2 separate regions of the Zea mays genome follow, and region 1 is linked to region 2. A link is a contact called in public Hi-C data. All regions are on one chromosome and are shown on one strand. Each heading gives the region's core, a stretch centred on a gene start, on an enhancer-like site or on the middle of the called end of the contact. The rest is flanking DNA. Distances are from core to core; before and after follow the strand shown. Region 1 holds the start of LOC103629312 (paired amphipathic helix protein Sin3-like 4). Region 2 holds the start of LOC103629308.

The links. A called contact is a pair of places that touch in the nucleus more often than the background predicts.
Region 1: a Hi-C map of endosperm shows a contact between it and region 2, with 4 times the contacts expected there. The contact joins the promoter of LOC103629312 here to the promoter of LOC103629308 in region 2. A contact is called at or near these places in 2 of 25 Hi-C or Micro-C datasets (ear and endosperm).

What each region holds. Positions count from the first base shown.
Region 1 is chr6:54,274,191-54,277,901 of Zm-B73-REFERENCE-NAM-5.0, reverse strand. LOC103629312 (paired amphipathic helix protein Sin3-like 4) reads right to left here and starts at 2,151. Exons shown (of 20, transcript XM_020540235.3): 1 at 1,346-2,151; 2 at 1,170-1,268; 3 at 844-1,062; 4 at 11-281. The coding sequence starts at 1,702.
Region 2 is chr6:53,558,892-53,562,331 of Zm-B73-REFERENCE-NAM-5.0, reverse strand. It overlaps LOC103629308, which reads right to left and starts at 1,930. Exons shown (of 21, transcript XM_008650468.3): 1 at 1,528-1,930; 2 at 1,367-1,429; 3 at 927-1,204; 4 at 743-842; 5 at 576-653; 6 at 437-496; 7 at 212-316. The coding sequence starts at 1,680.

The DNA of each region.
Region 1 (3,711 bases), core at 902-3,401, 720 kb before region 2:
ACATACTTACAATTGAATGAGGACAATGTAGCATCCCCTGGTGTATCATCACCAGTACCCTCCATCTTTCTTTGTGATTTGTGACCGCATTGCTCCACATCCAAATCTTCATTTTCATACTCGTCATTCTTCTCATTCCTTTTATAACCTCTTCTATGCTGACGTGGGCAGGCATCACGAATTTTCTCCTTCTCAATACAACTTTTTTGAATATCATGCTCAAGATCAAGGCGATCAGCACTGGTGTCCCAATCAGCAGTTGATGGAAAATCTCTCCCCCTCTGGAGATATAGAGAAGATAAGAACATAGCATCTTGAAGTTTAAAGGTAAATGCAGGAACAAATCACTTTGTCCACAAAAGTAACAAATATTTGATTTGAATAACTCAAAGTATGTAAAAGTTTGAACAACAATTTGCCAACCTATTTAACAGTTCAGTATACAAAAAAAGTAGCATCAATAGATTCACATTCAAAGGAAATTTAAGATTATCGTAGTGTTATCGCAGTTGTGCAGCCTGTCCTAAAAAAAACTAAAAAGGATATGGCCTACATTGTTGGAGGGGGGTATAAAATATAGCAATTGAAGAAGCATTTGGAATTCAACACGGGTGATGCTATAATTTGTTGATTCAGCTGGACTGTCTGAGCTCTCGTGACAGACTGCATTATAGCATTATTGTCATCATGCCTAACTTTAGAGGTAGTGCCTGAGCCTGCCGAGGAGGCATGGGTAAAAAGGATATGTCCTACATTGTTGGAGGGGACTGGGGAGTATAAAATATAGCAATTGAAGAAACATTTGGAATTGAACACGGGTGATTCTATAATTTGTTGATTCACCTGGACTGTCTGAGATTTGGAATTGAACACGGGTGATTCTATAATTTGTTGATTCACCTGGACTGTCTGAGCTCTCGTGACAGAATGCATTATAGCATTATTGTCATCATGCCTAACTTTAGTAGTAGTGCCTGCCTGCGGAGGAGGCATGGGCGTATCAGGCAAAAAATGACTGAACTCCTCGAGTAAATCTGGATGGCCATGTAACAGTGCGGTGACCTGCGGGTAGGAGAGAAAAGGTCATTCAAAGCAACACACAAGAGAATTACGCATTGGCAATGGCATATGCACAAAGGACATGTGGAGAGAAGGCATGGTACTGGTACCTCGTTGTAAACATCTTGGATGGGCTTGTTATGCATGCGGTACTTATTGAGGATCCCCAGGAATGACTTGTAGACATGTTCCTCCTGCTGGAATCGGCTCTGGGAGAAAGATAGGTAAGGTAATTAGAAGGAAGGAAAGATGCGTGATTGAGGCAATAGGGAGGGAGATAGCATACCTTAATCCTGTTGACAAGGCTGATGGCCCTGGGATAATCGACGGGCTTCTTGTCCTCGCGGAGGTCCAGAGGCCTGATGGCATGCTCCTTGGGCAGGAAGGCGTTGAATCCGAGGATTAGGTCCGGGTAGCCGTGGAAGATGGTCTTGACACGGGCGATCACGCCGGTGCTGTCGAGCCTGTCGCTCTTGAAATCACGCATGACCTGGATGAACTGCTCGTACGTGTGGCGCTTTTCCTGGAACTTGTCCTTGACGGCCTTGAGATAGGCGAGGGCGTCTCTGGTGGTGAGGCTCCCGCTCCCACTCCCGTTCCCTTGCGCCGGGGGAGGGGGTGACGGCGGCGGGCGACGAGCCATGTGGAAGGAAGCTGAGGGGAGCCGCCCGCCCAAGGAAGGAATCGAAGAATGAAGAATTGGATCGGATCGCAAGGGACCTTGCCGTTCCTAATCCTTGATCGTCTTCGTCCACCGGCGCGGCGGCACCGGCTTCTCGCAGGTCGCAGCCGACGAAGCGACGCCAAGACGTGGGGGATACGATGGAATCTAACAGATGGCGGAGAGATTTGTGCCCTTCAGTCTCGTCTCGCCAGCCGTCGAGTCTCTCAAACCAGCACACCACAGCAGACGGAGATGGAGATGATGGATCACGTATTCACGCCCGCCCTAGGGAGGGGAGAAGCAGAAGCCGCGGCGGTAGCAAACACGAAAACAGCGCTAGAGACTGGAAGTGAAGTCACGCCACGTCTTGTACAGTTGTACTGTGCAGGTGGGTCAGGCGGCCGTCAGGGTTCCTTACTGTCCCTATCACATCAGATATTTTAGATGTTAGTTATAAATATTAAGTATAATCTAATTATAAAACTAATTATATAAATAAGAATAAAATAATAAGAAGATTTATTAAATCTAATTAATTTAGAGATATATAATCTTATTTAATATCTCATTGCGAAGAGGTTGTCTCTACACGACTCTTCATACATAATGTCTTTTAACAATATTTATGATATAACTATTTTTGAAGACATCAATTGTATGATGGAGTTTATTAGATGTCTTTGGTATAGAGAAAGCCGATCAGAAGGCTTTAGGTTGTACATGTGAAAGTCGCCTAGAGGGGGTGAATAGGTGAAACCTGAGAATTATAAATGTCGCACCTGACTGGACTGACTCAGATTGCTAAGACAACCCTTGACGACAGAAAAGTCTTCGTGGTAGACTTATCTACGGAATTGGTGGAGAAACATCTCCAGATAGAGCAGATGGGCACCCGCACTCGCGAGCTCGAGGAGCAAGTGGAGGTCTGGGATGACACCATCGAAGTCCTAGAGAACCAGCTCCACGACTTGCAAGTCGAGCTAGATGAGACCAATGATGTGATATCCTGGCCTAGTGGATGGTGATATCCTGGCCTAAGGCTTAATAGAATTAATATAGTATACATACCAACAAGGTGCATTTTCTTTTTCGTAATCCTATCTCGAAAGATCTTCTAGGTTAAGCGTGCTTGGCCTAGAGTAATCTTGGGATGGGTGACTGGCCGGGAAGTCTTCTCGGGTGTGCATGAGTGAGGGCAAAGTGTACACAAAAGACTCGTGCTGCCAAGAGTAAGTACTGCCGGTCCGGGAGTGGACGGGACGTTACAAATGCCGACCTGGAGATGCATCATTAGGAGATGCAATAGGCATGGAGGTGGATGAAGACAACGAGGCGAAGGACCCCGAGGAGATCGAGCTGGCATCTAGCCTGGACACCGCTCACTCTGGAGGACCCCTTCACTTGAATTTAGTGCAGCCTTTGTTGCTCATTGATCGGTTGGGTTAGCAGTAGAAGTGTTAGGAAGTTATACTCCTCATAGCTTAGCTTTTGCACCTCATGATGTACTAGACTAGAGAGTTGAGTCCTTCTGACTGGATGTAACCCATGGGAACTTCTTTTGTGAAATGAAAATTGGATGGTTTCAAGTTTCAAAGTTATGGTTCAAATTCACCATGTTTAGTACCAAGTCATGAAATATGAGATAAATTGGAAACTTAAGGTTTTACTGCATACTCATTATTTGTTAAGTTACATTTCACAAGTATGGATCATGAGTATAACAACAGGGATTACTGAATTTTAGATGGCAGAAACAGCACGCGGTGGACAGAACAAGCAGGTTCCTCCGTCGCTAGCACATCCTCCCATGACGCAAGAGCTGATGGGGCAGTAGAATGAAATTCTTCGGCAGCTTGTGCAATGTTAGCCTCAACACTTTGGGGGTGGTGGGTAACAACAGTGTCCACAGGCAGTGGCCAACTACCAAGAATTCCTTAGCACCTAGCCTCCGCTATTGTCACACCTAGTTTTAGAAGGTAAACCGAATG
Region 2 (3,440 bases), core at 681-3,180:
AAGGTATATTCATTGAGTAGTATGAACGCTGCGGCTTACTATGGAAACTAAAGGCATACAAAAGACAGATTCAATGAAAAATGAATTGATCACAAGTGTATCTTGCGGGGGGGGGGGGGGGGGGTAAAAGCAAGAAATGAACAAAGAATATGCTAATGCCTCACAGAACTTATAAGAGATGATATAATAGCTTCAGGCAGGAAAACATTACCTGCAATGCATATGTAAGACGGATGTTTTCTTCGATAATATCCTGTCTGTAGGACAAAGCTTTCGATGCAGCATCAACCAGATCTTGCTGCTGCTGATCAAATGCCTGCCCCACAAAAAAAGGAAAAAAATAAACACTTAAATCATAGTGCCATGACTCTAAGGTAGTAGTTTTTTTTTACAAACTCCAAGGTAGTACTTGATGCGTCATAAATAAAATGTTTACCATGCGCATATATGCAATGCGTTTTTCCAGGACATGTTTCTCATTAAGTATTTGGGCCTCCTGTTAAAATACACACGAGTGAAACACTACAGATTGAAGAAAGAACATTACAGGAAAAAGATTGTTAGTGTGTAGTCACCTTGACAGAGTAGTCAGAAAGATGCCTTCTCAGCTGTGCAATCTCCTCCCCTTGTTCTTTGACCTTAACAAGGAGATCCTGTGGAAGGAAATAAGCAGCTCAGCAAGAAGAGTGAATCAATCGATCAAAAAGTATGGCAACAGACACACGAAGCAAACAGTTGATACCTGCTTCCAGATGACGACGTTTGAGTTGAGGTCTGAAACAGGCAGTGCGCCTTGTCCGGATAAGTTGAGCCTAGAATCATAGTCTGTTTCTTTGTGGTGCCTGCAAGGAAAGGCTCAATGAAGGTAAGGAAACAGGGTAGTATGATATTAACAGAGGCTGGATTTGGAATGTGCTACTTGGTACCTAGTTGGTGAAAGGGATCGCGAAGACGGGGTAGATAGCTGAGATGGGAAAGCGCTATCGGGAGCGCTCGGTGATTTACGGGGAATTCCATTAGCCTGGTTGGCCTCAAGGTACTTGTGGTTGATGCCGGCATCCCCAGCTCCCCATTCGAAGGCCTCTGCTGCTGTAGCGGTAGTCCTGATGGGAGCAGTGGAGGAGGTGTCTGTGTGGGCACCAAGAGCGCGATCCTGATGGATACGGATCCCATGAGAGGAAGCTTGGTCTGTGGCTTCTGACCTCTGGTTAGGTCGGAGATGAGACGTACAGCACATTAGTTTCTATAGGCAAATGGAATGGCATGATAGAGCAAAAAGGAAATGATGAGTTGTGCTGTGCTGCACTAGTTAAGAGTATATGATTTGTTTGGATCGGGAAGGGGCGTCGAAATCGAATGTGCTTACAATTCTGTGGAGCTCCCGCGTCTTGAGCATCAGCTCGTCCTTCAACCGGCTGTTCTCCTCCAGCTGAAGAGAGATACAGGAGTGATGGGTCGCTTGTTCTAGTTGCAGCCGATTCCCTCAAATTGGCAGAGGCAGAGGCAGGAAGAGATTGGTACTGATACCTGCTGGCGGATGGTGGCCTCCGCGTCCTCCACGGCGCGCATCACCTGGAACAGGTTGTTGTTGCTGCTCTCCAGCGCAGCCGCGGCGGCGGTAGGAGACTCGGATACGGCGACCGCGGCGAGGCGGCGGCCGAGGTCGTCAGGATCGGCCATGGAGGATGCGAGGAAGGATAGGACGCGAAACCCTACGGCACTGCGCTACAGTAGACTCTGGAGGGAGCGGAGAGGGAAGGGGAGGGGAAACGGCTGCCCGGCCACAGCCCACAGGGTCTCTCTCCGCTGGACGGGGAGTGGGACGGACAGGGCAGGAGAGAGACTGAGAGAGACGGAGCAGCGAGGGAGAAGGACGCCGCCACATGACATGAGAGTGAGCCGCCCTTGATGAGTGTGAGGGACCGGACCGGACCGTTTGGATCTGGAGGCATTTTTTTTTTTGGTTGCAATGTTTGATTTAGGAATATTAAATACAATTTGATTAAAAAGCTAATTACATTAATAAATATTAAACGTTAAATCTAATTAGTGTATGATTCTCTAATGCTACAGTAAACAATTACTAATTAGTAGATTAATTGAGTTAAATAAATTTGTCTCGTATTTATTTAATTTGTGATTTTACTTTATGTAATATTTATAATTGGTACTCTAATGTTTAATGTGAAACCAACTAAAGGCGTATTTGGTTTATAGGTACTTTTTTTTAGTTCATTTTAGATCTATTTGGTTTCTTTAGTCACCTAACTAAGTTTAGTCACTAAATTATCTCATTTTGTTTCAGTGACTAAACCTAACTAAAGAATATTAATTGGTGCGAATAATAATTGTATTAACCCTATTAATTAGTGGTTGCTTGTTTTGTACCAAAAAAGATGAGAGGACAAATAAGGTAAAAATCATACTTTAATCCCTTTAGGATGTGTTTAGTTTGAGGTCAAAGTACGACCACGCCACCAAACCACCGCTTCGGTGTTCACCTCGATTTTTACATCGCTCCCTCGATTTTTTGGGACCACGCCACCACCAAAATTTGCTCCGGTGTTCACTAAAAGGATCACGATGCCCAAGAGGGGGTGAATTGGGCTTTTCTAGAATTCTAACAAAAGTTAAACCCTAAGAATGAGCCCAAATTCACCCAAACTACTAGCAACAAGTAAATACTACTAGATAGACAACAACACTAAGTCATTACTACAAATACTAACTAAGCAATTGCACAAAGTAAAATGCTCAAAGTAAATGTGAAATGTAAAGTAAGGGCAAGAAGACTCCTCCAATTTTTTGTCGAGATATCAAAGAGTCGGCACTCTTCTGTCACACCCGGTTTTGGAAGGCAAACCGAATGCGAACCATGTATGTGCCAGGATCAGAAACTCACGTACATAGCGATTACATAATTGGACATCATCACACATTGCTCAAAGTAAATAGTGGAAAGGTACTTTTATTACAATAAGATGTCTAAGACATCCACAGAGTCTAATACATAGCATAGTCATTAATATCATCAAAGTGCGGAAATACGAAACGTAGTAGATAAGGACTATACAGGCAGCTGACTGGGGGTTTGCCACTAAGAAAAACTAGAACTCGTCGTAGTCCTGAAACTCCTCAAAGTCCTCCATGTTGCCAGCATCTCCTCCTGAGCACTGAATACAGTGAGGACAACCTGGGGTGGGGGTGGTTTGTAAAGCAAGTGTGAGTACACATCAACGTACTCAGCAAATGTCCCGTTTGGCTAAAGTGGACTAGCTGTATGTGGGGTTTAGGGTTAAGCAGTTGCTTTTAGTTGGTCAAGTATTTATTACTATTAGTAGAGCCAAGTTTTAGTAATAACCCAATTATTGCCCAAAAGTACCTCCTCTAAGAGGAAATACCAGAGATCAAAATTATAATCATCATTATTAACCATCATC